2 separate regions of the Mus musculus genome follow, and region 2 is linked to region 1. A link is a contact called in public promoter capture Hi-C data. All regions are on one chromosome and are shown on one strand. The core of a region is the stretch at or near the end of the contact, and the rest is flanking DNA. Distances in the headings are between cores, read along the strand shown.

What was found. Promoter capture Hi-C pulls out the DNA fragments that hold promoters and counts their contacts.
Region 2: a contact with region 1 is called in a promoter capture Hi-C map of liver, with 14 times the contacts expected there. The contact joins the promoter of B130034C11Rik here to the promoter of Mrpl39 in region 1. A contact is called at or near these places in 7 of 39 promoter capture datasets (the 3T3-L1 cell line, 3T3-L1-derived adipocytes, embryonic stem cells and 3 more), 4 of 484 Hi-C or Micro-C datasets (B cells, CD4 T cells, cardiomyocytes and 1 more), 3 of 115 datasets of contacts at active chromatin or transcription factors (astrocytes, embryonic stem cells and large pre-B cells) and 2 of 9 other capture datasets (embryonic stem cells and liver).

The regions. Positions count from the first base shown.
Region 1 is chr16:84,732,585-84,740,086 of GRCm38.p6, forward strand. Mrpl39 (mitochondrial ribosomal protein L39) reads right to left here and starts at 2,660. Exons shown (of 10, transcript NM_017404.5): 1 at 2,570-2,660; 2 at 1,823-2,029. The coding sequence starts at 2,633. Gm32202 (predicted gene, 32202) reads right to left here. Exons shown (of 2, transcript NR_168512.1): 2 at 6,499-6,950. It also overlaps the pseudogene Gm26153.
Region 2 is chr16:87,492,540-87,499,581 of GRCm38.p6, forward strand. B130034C11Rik (RIKEN cDNA B130034C11 gene) reads left to right here and starts at 3,534. Exons shown (of 3, transcript NR_040375.1): 1 at 3,534-3,770. Cct8 (chaperonin containing Tcp1, subunit 8 (theta)) reads right to left here and starts at 3,330. Exons shown (of 15, transcript NM_009840.3): 1 at 3,190-3,330; 2 at 1,798-1,888; 3 at 1,168-1,247. The coding sequence starts at 3,249.

The DNA of each region.
Region 1 (7,502 bases), core at 1,410-3,909:
TCTGGGGATTACTTTTGCAGAAATATTATGTATTTATGACATATATATGTGTGTGTGTGTGTGTATACATATATATGTGAATTTTTTTTTAAAAATCCACATGCAAAGTCATTTTTAACAAAATTACCAAAACCTTTAACAATATCTATTAAAGCTAAGTCTAGTCTGAATTTAATCTACAATTAACAAAACAATCTTCAAAGAGCTATAAGCAAATATTTAAAGAGAAACAACGTGAATCCATGGATTGATGTACCCACAATTTAAAAGAAAAGGAAAATATATCTGTCTGAGTCTAGGCTTCTATTTCTGCCATAAAACTCCATAACCAAAAAGTCAGTTGAGGAGGGAAAGGTTTATTCGGCTTATACGTCCAGAATCATAATCCATCACTGGGGAAAGGCCAGCAGGGCTGGGTCCTGAGGGGCAGGAGCTGGTGCAGAAACCACGGAGAGGTGCTGCATACTGGCTTGCTTCTCATGCCTTGCTCAGCCTGCTTTCTTACAGAACCCAGGACCAGCAGCCCAGGATGGCACCACCCACCATGGACTGAGCCCTCCCCAACTGATCATTAATTGAGAAAAATGCCTTACAGCTGGATCTCATAGAGACAGTTGAGGCTCCTTTCTCTCTGATGACGATAGCTTGTGTCGAGATGACACACAAAACCCACCAAGTACAGTATCTGCACACACACACATAAATCTGCTTAAATTAACCTAGAGTCTTGCCCCCAAACCACCTTTCTTCCACTCTCTCATGACACGGACATTTCAAATTAAATAGTATAGTTACCTCTGTAAAATTATAAATGTGAATTGATTGTAAACCAATGACCTCTAATCAGTTCCATTATCTAAGAAAATTCTAACCCTGAATACATATTTTACACATATTCACAAAAATTATCAAACTAGAGTCTGACATATCAATTAGTACATACGTTCCATAACAAAGGTCTTAGAGGTCGTGATGGGGGTGGCTCAGAAACTTCATCTCTGCATATGGTGTGTACAGAGTCCCATTAGGGCCTTAGGCTTGTCTTACTCTCCTCTATAATCCCCTACTGTCTACCACACAGCATGTGCTACGAAATACATGAAAATCAAATGAGTCATTATCACCAGTGCTTGTTTAACTGCCAGAGTGGAGACTGAGTACACATCAGAGCCTTACCTAGAACCAATGCTGTCAATTACCCTAATGGTACTATTACAGAGTCTTTTAAAAAGCTAAACAACAGCCAACCGTGCCTATCTACTATTCGGGAGATATTTCAGTTTAAATATCCTATCTATGGAAGCCCTATCCAAATCCTATCAGTACCTTTACAGCCAACGACCTCTCTAACAATAGAAACAAAACAATTAACGTCAGCATTCACTATACTTATGTTTCCATTCACACATTTAGTACCTATACTAGATAAAACCACAACATGGGACAAGTAGGAAGGAGATGAGACATATACTCGGGGGGAAAAAAAAAACTAAAAAGATAAAGGTAGAATAAATGAAAACTCAAGAAAAAAACAAACCAAAACAAACCAAAAAAACAACCCTCAAAATACTTTAATGAGACCTGCTAGATAAATGCTCCCAGAACATGCATATTACATAGTCATATTCAGACAAACTAGGGAGACAACCTGTACAGCAGAGAAATGCTACGATACCCACCGTACCCACAAAACAAAGGGGACAGTGGGTGGCAAAATGGCTGCAAATAAATTCTACAGCTTCGCCAAGTAATGACAGCATGTTCCCCTCTGCAGTGCTCTGCACAGCGCGTGTAAAATGGTCAACATTGTTCTGCTGCTTACGCATGGCACAACTGTAAGGGGTTGAGATGTTTTTATTCATCACGAAGACAGTGCCGGGATCAGTTTTCCCAACATGCTTAACTTCGATCTTCTCCGTTCGGGGGGTTAACGATAACTGCCTGCTTTTCTCTCTGTTAAACAGATCATTCCGCATTTCTGTCAGCTCCGTGGGTGACAGCTCGGCAGCTGGCGACGTCGCTATAAATCCTATTAAGAAAGCAAAGTACGTAGTTTACTCTGGACCTGTAACAAGTATTGAAAACGGTAGAATTTTGCAGAACATAAGTCAAAAATTCGACTGAGGCAAACTTGAACCACTTTATAATGTTAATAATTTAGGATCCAACAACGAAAAAACAAAAAACAAAAACGCTGGGCTCTGATTTACTCTCACATCACCACCGATTTCCTCAGTGGCGTCCTAAAACCAGACTCGATTGGGAAGGAGAGCAAAGTTGTAGTTGGAAACGGTCTGGAGGGGAGGAGAACGCTCCAGGAAGGCGGAATCCCCGTGTCCAAACGATCAATAGCTAGCATGAGAAATGCTGAACTTTTCTTCCACACCCCAAAGCAAGGGACTTGGCTAGGCAAGCGCGAGTCCTCACTCCCTGGGAGATGGGGACATGTTTGCCGAAGACTGGGGCTCCTAAAACCCCCCACAAGAGCCGCCCATGCCCGCATCCCTTCTCTTTCCCTGATTCCTGCACCCCAGATTGTCTTCCCACACCGGGAACACAAAAAACTCACTCCAGCGAGCCCCGCCGCCCGCGCCGGGCCGCCGAAGAACCAGCCTTCCCACCGCGGTAGCCATGGCTTCCCGAAGTAGCCAAGGTAGCTCGGCGTCCCGGTCCTTCTCGTCCCTCTTCCCCCGGAAACGCGGAACCCGCGGCGGAGGTTCCGTAGGACTGATCAGCTCGGGACCGGATGCTAGGAGCGCGCCGAGCCACGCGGGGGCGCATGCGCGCCTCTCCTTGGATGGCTCACCCTTGGCCGCGCTGCGAGTCTTGTCCTTGGCTCGGGGACGACCGGCTGCCCTGAGGAGTCGCAGAAGTGTCTATTGGACAGAGGAGTCACACAGGCGCCTTTGTCTCACGAGGGTTCCAGATTCCCGGCAGAAAAAAATTAGAGGAGGACTCTTTGCGTTACGTCTTTGACAGTCTGGCCAGCCACGCCGGGTACAACTCTAGAGGGTGGAAATAAAAGAGGTTTGCAAAAGTGAGTTTCAGGTCGGCTGCAGTGGGGCTGAACCCGGTTCACCGTTTAGTCGGCCACGTTCCTGGGCTCTTGGAAACACGTCGTGTTGATTTTGCAAAGAACGTCCTAGAACTCTTTTCCGAATGATCTAGGCACGACTGCACGGAGTAACCGGGAATCTGTGTCTCGTCCCTGGATGTATCCCAGAAACGCAAACCGTGCTTGGCAGCTCAGCAAATATTTGTTATGACGGTTGGTAAAAACACACTGCTACATCTAACGCCTTTGTGGTGCCAGCACGTTCCCGTTGGAGCAGCATTCTTTACTTCTGCAAAGCTGAACCAATGAACCAATATAGTTTTATAAATTTAGTCAGGAATTTTCACATGATCCCTACTTTTAACTTGTGGTGGAGCACACACTGCCACCAGGCGGAAGGGTAAGCTCGGTCACAAATGCTATGTTTTATGCCACACAAATGTGCTGTCTCCTTGGCCCAAATAATACATGTTTACAATTGCATAGGGAAAGTGTTAAGACCTTTCCTCATCTTTAAGGCAAGACATGTAAGTATAAATTTGGATTCAACCATTCAATATTGTACTGGCCTATCTCATGTAAAGTCCTCGGCCGAGAATAGTGACTGATGCCTGCAATCCCTCCTCAAGAAGGCTTAGGTAGGAGCTGGAGAAGCCTTTAGCTACTTAACACACCTTTTCCTAACAATAGAAGTTCTAAATCAACTCTGGAAAAGTGTGCGCGCGTGTGAGCGTGCATGTGTGTTTCTTCCTTAAATGTTCTATGGTTCCCCTGAAAGCTTTCAGCTTCACAGCTTTTAGAGATTGTGTCCATTTCACCCCACCCCGAAAACTATAGTTCACGGCCACATTTAAAACAATCCTCTGGACGTTAGCTTGAGAAAAATTAATCATAAGCACATCTGCACACAGCTGATTGGAGCGTCTACTATCGCAGAAAGTAATTTTGCTGGAAGGATGCCACAGGTGATACTGACCAACAAGTACTGAATATATGCTAATTATAAAACTGTTTATTAACCCACACAACTGCCTTGAATGTCTGCCAAGCAACGTTTGGAGAGTTGGAGAGACCTACCCAAGATAGACTTTTGACCAAGAGTTCCTTCAAAATATGTATAATTTTTTTCCTGCATACCTGTCTATGCTTGCCTGGTGCTAGAGAAGGTCGGAAGAGGGCATCAGATCCCTTGGAAATGAAGTTACAGATGGTTTTGCGCTGCAAGAACAACTGAGCCACTCCTCCTCCTCCTCCTCCTCCTCCTCCTCCTCCTCCTCCTCCCCCCTCCTCCTCCTCCTTCTCTCCCTCCTCCTCCTCTTAGAGACAGGAGTAAAGTCCAAGCTAGCCTTGAACTCAGGATCTGCCCACTTCTGCCTGCTGAGTGCTAAGTCTAAAGGCGTGTACCACCAACCATTAAGGAGGCTCTTGTTGCCCAAATTCATGACAGTTTCCCCCCCACCTTTTTTTTTTAATTTAGCATTCGAAGTATTAGGATTCATTCATTGCAGTACTTTCGTGTCACTAAACATTTCCAATTGTTCCCCTCCCTTCCTTGCTAAACTTGCTGAGTCCTTTCCCCAGATAATCCACTCTTTGCTAACACTGTGATTTGAATTGGTGGGTGTTAGTGGGAACACACTGAAGAACAGACTCAAAGGCACAGTACACTATGAAAAACTTTTAGTAACAACAAGAATTACAATAAGGAATTTGGACATATATACTAGTCCTTTCCCCATGGAGATATGGTGTGCGATGGTTGCAAACAGCAGCTTCCTTGGTAGTGTATGGAGCCTGTTGCCTATATGGGTTGCTCTGAAGGACCTTGGAGGCAATTTCCTGGCAGTTATTCAAGTCTCTGATCTCAATGCTGTCCCATTCTAGGCTCTGGACAGGTATGTGTGATGCCTTTGGGTAACCCTAGTGGCCATGATTCACATTGCCAGGTCGGTTGTTATGTCATTCTGCACCAAGCTGCAGAATATGGGACATCAAGCCTCATGACTGAAGCTCAAGTTCCCTGTCCATCACAAGATCCACATCCCAAAGGAATGAGGTTGCACCAAGTTGAATGCAGATGAGTTTAAGAAATGGTTGATGAGAAGCGGCTCATTCCTGATGGCCATGGTGTCAAATATACATATGGTTTCCTGAACAAGTGGGGAGCCCCGCATATATTTTCACTCTTTTGATCCAAATGCAACATACTAAACGTATGAGTCTGTGCCTGGAAAAGTTGTATGAAGTATCTTAGTGGCGTTCTGGGAGGAACAGAGCTCAGCATGAAGCTGGGGGCAGGCAGAGTTCAGCACGCTAGGATTTTAATCAGCAGAAATGCCTGTGTGTTAGTTAAGGTTTCTATTACTATAATTAAAGATGAGCAAAAGCAACTTTAGGAGGAAGATTCCATCTTACCACTCTCTGGTCACACTCCACTTCTAGAGGAAGTCAAGGCAGGAATCCAAGGCAGGAATGGAAAAGCACTTACTGAAGCAGAAGCCATGAAGGAGTGATGCTTACTGGCTTGCTTGCCCTGGATTGCTCAGTTTGTTTTCTTATATCCATTACTCAAAGGTGGCACCACTGGAAATTGGCTAAACTCTCGTACATCCATTCAATGTTTTACTGGGAGCTGCTCCTGAGAAATGGGATTGTAGCCTCAATGTATACATGGTAATGGGTTTTAGAACTTATTAGACGGCCAAGGATCAACCATAGTACTTATAATTGCAGCTCTATGAAGCACATGAAATAAGCTGAATTTTATAAATCAAGTAATTTAAGGAGCAGGTAATATGAATTTTACATGCCCCTCATAAACACACACACACTTTTTTTCTTTCTTTCTTTTTTTTTTTTTTTTTTTGCATCAAGGCTCTATTTCAATGGTTCATACTGCTGTGAAATAACAAAGAATAAAAAGCAGGTCAAAAAAAGTGTATATTTCCCTCTCTGCTGATCCAGGAAATTAAGCAGTATGGTTCCTCTACTTTCATTCTTTATCAAGTTCTTTGTGATCTGACTTCCCGGGAACCTCCCAGTGTGTGTCAGACGCCTCTGGAAATACAAAAGGCAGTTGAATGGAAAGATGTTCAAAAGCCAATGGATGTAGCCAAGTAGGAGAATACTTGCCTAGCACGCTCATGGCTCCGGGTTTGATCCTAGCACTGCAAAAAGATTTTAAAAAATAATAATAGAACAAAGATGTACAATGCAACTGACTCCTTCAATCCCTCCATTTACAGCAGCCCGTTCTTCCCTAACCCAATAAAAAATCTTGCCAGTTCTTTCTTAATATTAGAGAGGAAACCAAGGGTATAGGCCATCAAGGTATAGTATTGCTTGTTGATAATGTTTTTCTGTTTGTTTTACAAAAGGATAGAATTCATACATACATACATACATATGCATGTGTGTTGTTAAGACTTTTCTAGTCTTCAGTCTTTTTTCTACAACATAATATTTTTATTAATTATTTCATATAATGCATCTTGGTCACATGCTTTCTATTCCCCCCCCCCAGGTTCTTCCAAGTCTTGTGCCTCCCCCAAAATAACAACAACAACAACAAACCCACCAAGACCAATTTGTATTTCCCATTTACTCTTTGGAGCATGTCCAATGACCAGTCCGTTCAAGAAAACTGAGTCCTTCTTCACCATACCACCACCACCAGCTCCACCACCACCACCACCCCTGTCAGAAGCTATCAACTGTGAAGACTGTGAAGAGCTACCCAGTGGGAAATGTGGAGGTTGTCACAGAAGCCTTCGGTGTTTCTCATTCTCAGTTATGAGTCTACAGTCACAGATGCCTCTGCTAAAGAAACCTCCTTGCCAAAGCAGCCGACCGAAGCATGGATCATGGACTTCTTCAAGATCACATCACCTTCATCCTTAAACACAAACAATGCTTATTTAAACTGCTGATGAGTCAATACGTACTGAAAATTACAAATAAAATCACAAATTGGTGCAGATCATGTATCTCACCCCTCCCCCTCAGTTACTGCCCAGTGTGGGGGGGGGGAGGAATCATAAAGGGACTGGTATTTGGCTCAAGGTCATCCAGAATGCTAGTGTGGCATCTGGGTTTCTTGGAAACACTAGGGCATGCCAAAAATGTCAGGATTCCTGAAGTATGTGGCATGTGGTCCTTAAATCATTCAGAATTATCCCAGCCTGTGACAGCCACAAAGGCAAAAAATGCTTCACTTTATAGTTTGGGGTGGGGGGAACATCACAAGAATTCCCTCCCACTCCCGTTTGTTTAAAATTTCAAAGATGTAGAAATTTGCCAAACATATGTTCATAGGAATTTTCTTTGAAGGAAAAAAACAAATAGTTTCCTGGAGATGGGAACCCTGATTCTACTTCAGCCTGAGAAAACCTATCCTACCAATCAGAATATAGCTTATGTAGAGTCTTAGGATGGAAATGCACGGGTC
Region 2 (7,042 bases), core at 2,284-4,783, 2.8 Mb after region 1:
CTCTCTCTCTGAGATAGTACACGCAGTCAGACTCTCTCTGAGATAGTACACACAGTCAGACTCTCTCTCTGAGATAGTACACACAGTCAGACTCTAGCCGACGTTGACTTTGAACTTCGGATCCTTTTGCCCCCCCCCCCCATCTCCTGAGTGCTGACCGCATGCAGAAGCCACCACACTTTTATACAGGTTTATACAGCGTCGGCAATCAAAGCCTAGACAGGCACCTACACCCAAGCTTCAAAGTATTTTTAAAAAGCCACAAAATTCAATTCTTAGGAATTACTCTTAGACACTGTTCAATTTAAATTTTCAGCAATGGGGACAGAACCTGGGGCTTTGTGTTTGTTAGGCTCAAGAGCTGCATCACTGAGCTATCTCCCCAGGCCACATTTATAAATCAAAGACTACGTCCCCCTTTAAGTCAACACCACAGCTCTGTTATTCTGAAGGTCATTTTTATTTTTGTGTGTGTCTGTGTGTGGCTATGTGTGAATAGGTGCCTAGAGACTGGAAGGGGGTGGCGGGTCACTCTAAACTAGGATTCCATGCTCTGTGTGGACTGCCTGATGTGGGTGCTGGGAACTGATCAAGAGGAGTCTGCACTCAACTCCAGTCCTCCTCATTTCATTTACCATGAAAAATTCCTCCACAAATATTTGTGAAGGTAGATTTTTCTTAGCATATTCTTTAAGCTGTTAGAGAAATGTGAATTTTTCTCATTTTTTAAAAAACACTATTTACCCCCTCCTCCAATACTAAACCACAGGTTTAATGGAGCGAGAGATGGGCATCACAGCCCTCTTATCCTGCTCCAAGTATCTATTCCACACCCTCTTGGACAACAAAACTTCAGGGAAAAAAGGAAAATGCCAAAAGGTTATGTAAAATAAAGTATCAATATTTACCAGTTTATACTGCTGGAGAATTCACATTAGAATCAATCTATAGAATAATAAATCTCATCATCATCAGAGAAATACTCCTCAACCCACCCACCCACAGACAATTTAAGAGTTTGAGTAGCCAAAATGGAAAACCTAGAAAGGTCACTTATAAATCTTCACAATAAAGTGGAGGAAGAAACAGCCTTTCGTCCTCTAGATTGAATACAGTTTCACCTATGTCAGAGTCATGGGTTTTTGATGGTTTTGAAACAAAACTTACTTCTAGCTCTCTTAAAATAGTCGCTGCATCGTTTGTCACAAACAACTTCTCCAGGCGATTGATGACCATTTTATTCATTCCTTAAAAGTAGTTGCAAAGAAAAAAAAAAAGGTTCCATTATTATTCAAATATTCTGCAAACAACCCAGGAAAACTCCGGCAAGAAGCCGTACTGATGTTTAGCCCCAGAACACACCATCTGTTTAGATCAGCATCATAGCCCCATGGGCTTCCCTGACTAAACACCAACATGCTTAGCATGTAAGACGTGCTTAATAAACAGGAATTAACACTAAAATCAATATGCTTAGAAACACATTTGGTTTCTTCCGTAATCTCTTTGTGTGCATCTCTAATTCAACTGGTGGTTAAAGGGAAGGAAGAGCTTCCTGATGCCGTGCTGTTTTCTGCAGACTGCTGAGCCTTTCCACAATAGTACTGGCCACTAGTGAGGATGCTGGACTTCCCTAGGACCTAACAGGGTAACAGCATCGTTTCCAATTTCTCTTTTCCCAGAAAGCTGCATTCCTGACTGAAAGTGAGAGGCACATCAATGCCACCGACCATAAAACACGTGAGGCCCGCTCTCTACGCTAACAGTCACACCACACAGCCTGAACTTGGTCATTACCATTTGGTCCGTACGCTGTGCGAGTAGTCTGAGCAAGCTCCTTGCAGGCCTGTATATTTCTATACACAGCCTCTTCTAATCCCGAGAAATGCTGAAAAAGAAAATGTCTGCTTAGGCATGATAACCAAGTTAAGAGTTTTCTACCGCAGGATACCTCTGTTGAGTATGCTTCTAAGAAACAGCCAGGATCACACAGGCAGTCATCAGACAGCCTCAGTTTCCCCCACTGGGCCTGGCTCTCTTTCCTATCTGTAAACTAATGGGATAATCAATAGCTCCTACTTGGCAGATTATTACTCACCTAGCTAAATAACAACTATTCTTCCTTCTGCCTTTTCCAGGGATTGAACACAAGAAAGCAATCTACCATTAAACTACAATCCCAGCCTACTAGTACTAGCTTTTAACCTAAATTTGGGGGATGGGGGTACTTTAAAAAAACTTGTCTTCACTATAGCCTCCATCAGTACCGATTTACACAAAGTATCTCTGTGCTGAAATGCTAGCCTGTGACAGAAATCCTTTAAATGTATCATGTCCTCAGCCAGAGTGATGGAGGAAAAGATGGAAACTGGAAGCTGTTGCTACCCCTCAAAAGGTTAACAGTGTCATTTGCAGAACTTACTAACTTACATTAAGCCCTGACATCCATTCAGTATGCCAGTTATCACTACAAAGGGGACACCACCTCTCTGTACTGCTAAGAATCCGCTATTTCTACAACTTGTAAAAATATGAAAGACAAAACAAACGTTATCTGGCAGCTTGGGGAACTCAGGACAAATCGCTCCATAAGCAATGTGACCGCTTTAAAAAAAAAAAAAAAATCACTCCTGAAACTACGGCCTATTCGATCTGGGGTGGGGCTTCATTTATCCTGTAGGCTACGACATCGGACAGTCAGAGTGAAAAGACAGTTAACAGCCTTCGGCCCGGTCTCAACTCAGAAAAGGTAAAGGAAACAGAACGTCCAGAGGAGAGTTTTCAGTAGAGCAGTGGGGATCGGACGTGTCTGGAAGGAAGCAACCAAGGGCAGGCCCAGGAGTGACCATGCCGGACTCGTGTCATCTCCATCCTACAATCCCCGGCCCTCCAACCACCCGTTACCAATTCCGTCCAAGTTCATTAACGCATCGCCAGCTCGCGTTAAGGGCGGCGCCCGTGGGCTCCATGCCGCAGACAGGGGCGTGGGGAGCTGGGATGCAAACCCGAAGCCGCCGGGGGAATAACAGAAATGCCCACCAGTTCCAGCGAGCCGGCATCCAGAGCACGCTTCCCTTTCTAGAACCTTCTCCATCCCGATCGCGGCGCGGCCGCCCGCCCGCAGGCCTGTCGCGGTCGCCACAGGCGCAGACCCACCCTCCCACCGTACAGTCCCTCCACGCCACCTACTTTGGCTCCATCCTTGAGCATCTGGGCAAAGCCCGGGGCCTTGGGGACGTGAAGCGCCATGGCTCGGCCGCAGTCCACCGCTCACGCGCTCGCTCCGAGACGCCGAGGAAGCAAGGGGCGCCGCGCACTGCCTGCTGGGAATGGGCCTCGGCGCCGCCTCGCGTCCCCCTACTTCCGGTCGCCCCGCCCCTTCAACCTGCAGCGTCTCTGAAATATCGCGAGAACCAGAGGTTCCAGCAGACAGACCTGATCTGCCGATTCCCGATCAAAGCGGACGATCAGGCCGAACCCAGAGCGTGCATGCTCCCTTCGTGTCCCTTGTCCTAAGTTAATGAGTAAACTTTGGTTAGGACGTTTGGCTTGTGATATTTCGGTGGCGGACACCCAACGTCTTATCCTTCACTTAAACTTAATCCTGCAGACCCAGCACCGGGGCAGGTTAGCCTTTTCTTCTCCAAGCTCACCCGCCCTCGCCCCTATAAACTACCAATGGACATCCTCTGTGTTGGTCACTGGGAAGCACTGAAGGCTCGAAGGTGATCTTTGAAATAGCATGGAGGATTGCAACGCGTGGACTGCACGTGCGTAGCAGAGCTAAGCGGTTTGCTTAAGTGCAGTTATCTTTGTTATTGGTCAAATTTAAGAATGAATATTAATCTCCATTTTATGGAAGGGAAGTTGATAACCACAATTCAGTGGTACGCAGAGGTCACCAGGCCAATAGATATTACAGCGACGATTTCTACCCTAGATGGGCAGATTACAAAGTGGGAATAGTTAACCACTTTATCTATATCTATATATCTATATAGATATTCTCTACTCCCCCAGAATCTTTTTCACAAACATTTCTATGTAAATAGAATAACTTCATAGAGAAAGTAAAACACTCTTACAATAAAAAAATACAAAAAAATGGAAGCATCTCCTGCCCTTGCAGAAAAATATGAAACGCTTTGGTGAGTCGTTGGACATAGAGAAATTAAGATTTTCTTTACATTGGGACAGACTCATAATTGCAACCGTACTATCAACTGCAATTTTTTTTTCTATTAAACATTTTAAATATGTAACCATGGGACTGAAGGAGCTGAAGGGGTTTGGAGCCCCATGGAGGGAGCAACAGTGTCAACAGGCCAGTTCCCCTAGAGCTCCCAGGGACAGGACAACCAACCAAAGACTAAACATGGAGCAACCCATGGCACTGGCCACATATGTGGCAGAGGATGGCCTTGTTGTACATCAGTGGGAAGAGAGGCCCTCAGGCCTTAGGGTGTTCAATGCACCATTTGTAGGGAAATGCCAGGGTGGGAGGATGGGAGTGGGTGGGTGGGGGAGCACCCTCATGGAGGCAGGAGGAGTGGGGATGGGATAGGGGGTTTCCGAAGGGGAGACCTGAAAAGTGGAAAACATTTGAAATGTAAATAAAGAAAATATCCAAGAAAAAGAAAAGAAAAGAAAAAGGAAAAAAAAATGTAACCATGAAAATACTTTCTTGTCACCGAACACAAGGTAAGTGAGCCAATTATATTGGAAGACAGAGCAAACGTTCAGTGGTTCTCAAAGATTGGTTTTGACACCTCCGAGGCTCTCCAACGCCCTTTCAGGGCCCATGACTACGCAAGTGTTTTCATAGTAATACAGAGCTGTCTCCTCTTCCTGTGGGGAGCTGTGAAGGCCTGCTGGGTGTTCAGTATGTCACAGTATGAATGTGAAAAGCACAAGGAGCCACTTACACTCTTTGTCGTCCACTAAGCCACATATAAAATATTTGGGGAAAAAATTGAGAATATCAGTCCTCAAGAGAGACATTTTCAATAATGTTATGTTAGCCTTCAGTGTTCACTGCTATATTTTTATATTAATGTTAAATAGTTTGATTTATAATATTAACAATCAATGGTTACTACGATACCCATTAAAAACAATCATTGGGTGACTCTGTTTAAACTTCTATGTGGATTCTATGTCTGCAAAGTACATGACACCTGAGAGGTAAGACAGTCGAAGATTCCCTCATGGATTTGCTAGGAAAAACTAAAACCCGTTGTCTCAGCATCACTTATGGGTATAACTGACACAAAATAGTGAGAGGGGATTTAAAATTATACCTGATTTGTTAAAAGTAACTAAGAGGATCTAAATCTTGGCAAAAATTGATAACTAGATCCTGAAAAACTAAACGAGTTCAAGACAGTGGATAAATTTTCATCAAAAGTTTAAAGTAAAAGTCGACCTTGCACAAGTGGGAAATGGGAAGAATTAAAAGCAATTCCAATCAACTATGTGTTAATTCATCAAAGACTTAGTTTTTAATTGCCAATTATTCCTTTTGAACGGAGATTTGTTAATTTTGTGTAATTTGGGTTAAACGCTATGTACTGGCTGGTTTTGAGTGTCAACTTGACACAAGTTAGAGTCATTAGAGAGGAAGGAGCCGCCTTTGAGAAAATGCCTCCGTTAGATCCAACTGTAAGGCATTTTTCTCAATTGGTGATCAATGGGGTGTGTGTGTGTGTGTATGTGTGTGCGTGTGTGCGTGTATATGTGTATATGTGTGTGTGTGTGGTGTGTGTGTGTGTGAGTGGTGTGTGTATATGTGTGTGTGTGTGTGTGTGTGAGTGGTGTGTGTGTATGTGTGGTGTGTGTGTATGTGTGGTGTGTGCGTGTGTGTGTGTGTGTGTGAGTGGTGTGTGTGTATGTGTGTGTATGTGTGGTGTGTGTGTGTGTGTGTGTGGTGGGGTCAGCTCATGCTGGATGGTGCCATCCCTGGGCTGGTGGTCTTGTATTATATAAAGAAAGCAGGCTAGTTGGGGCTGGAGAAATGACTCAGTGATTCAGAGCACTGCCTGCTCTTCCAGAGGTCTTGAGTTCAATTCCCAGCTACCACATGGTGGCTCACAACCATCTGTGATGGGATCTGATGTCCTCTCTGGTGTGTGTCTGAAGACAACCATAGTGTATTAATATACACAAAATAAATAAATAAATCTAAACCAACAAGCAAACCTGGATTGAATCTCTATCACTGGGAAGGATGGAGGAATCAGGGAACTAAACCAGGAGCTTCCTCATGTGCACCAACTAGTGAGCAGGAGCGTTCTAGTGAGCCTCTCGTTCTTGTTTTTTGTTTTTTTAATTACATCTGTATATAATAATGTAAGACACTCCAATGTTTTATGCTTTGGCATTGTGTTACTAATAGTGTGGTTTTGTGTGTGTGTGTGTTTGTGTGTTTTGTAGCTCACACAGCAAACTGTAGATTCTGGCTGGAGAGATGGCTTATCAGGTAAAGGCACTTCCTGCTGAGCGAGAATATCAGAGTTCAATCTCTGGGACCCATATGCTGAAGTTATAGAATCAACTCCCTCAAGCTGACGTGAACACACGCGCGCGCGCACACACACACACACACACACACACACACAAAGAAAGAGAATAAATAAATACATGTAATTAATTGAAAAATAGTAAATTCTTCCTATGTTAAATTTTTAAAGTTCTGAAATGATGATTCTAATTTTTAAGATCATCTTCAAACCCGTATACTTCAAAACTGAATGTCCCACTGAATTCCATCAGTTAATCTAAAATCAGATAGATGTTTGTTATTTTGGAGATAGGGTGTCTTTTTTACTTTTCCATTGTCAAAACTCCACGAACAAGACAATTTATAAAAGAAAAGCGTTCACTGGGTCTTGCAGTTTCAGAGGGCTAGAGTACATTGGCAGGGCAAACCTGAGAGCTAAGAGCTCACGTCTTGATCCACAAGTAGGCAGAGAAAGAGAGAGGGGGGGGAGGGAGGGAGGGAGGGAGGGAGGGAGGGAGGGGGAGAGAGAGAGAGAGAGAGAGA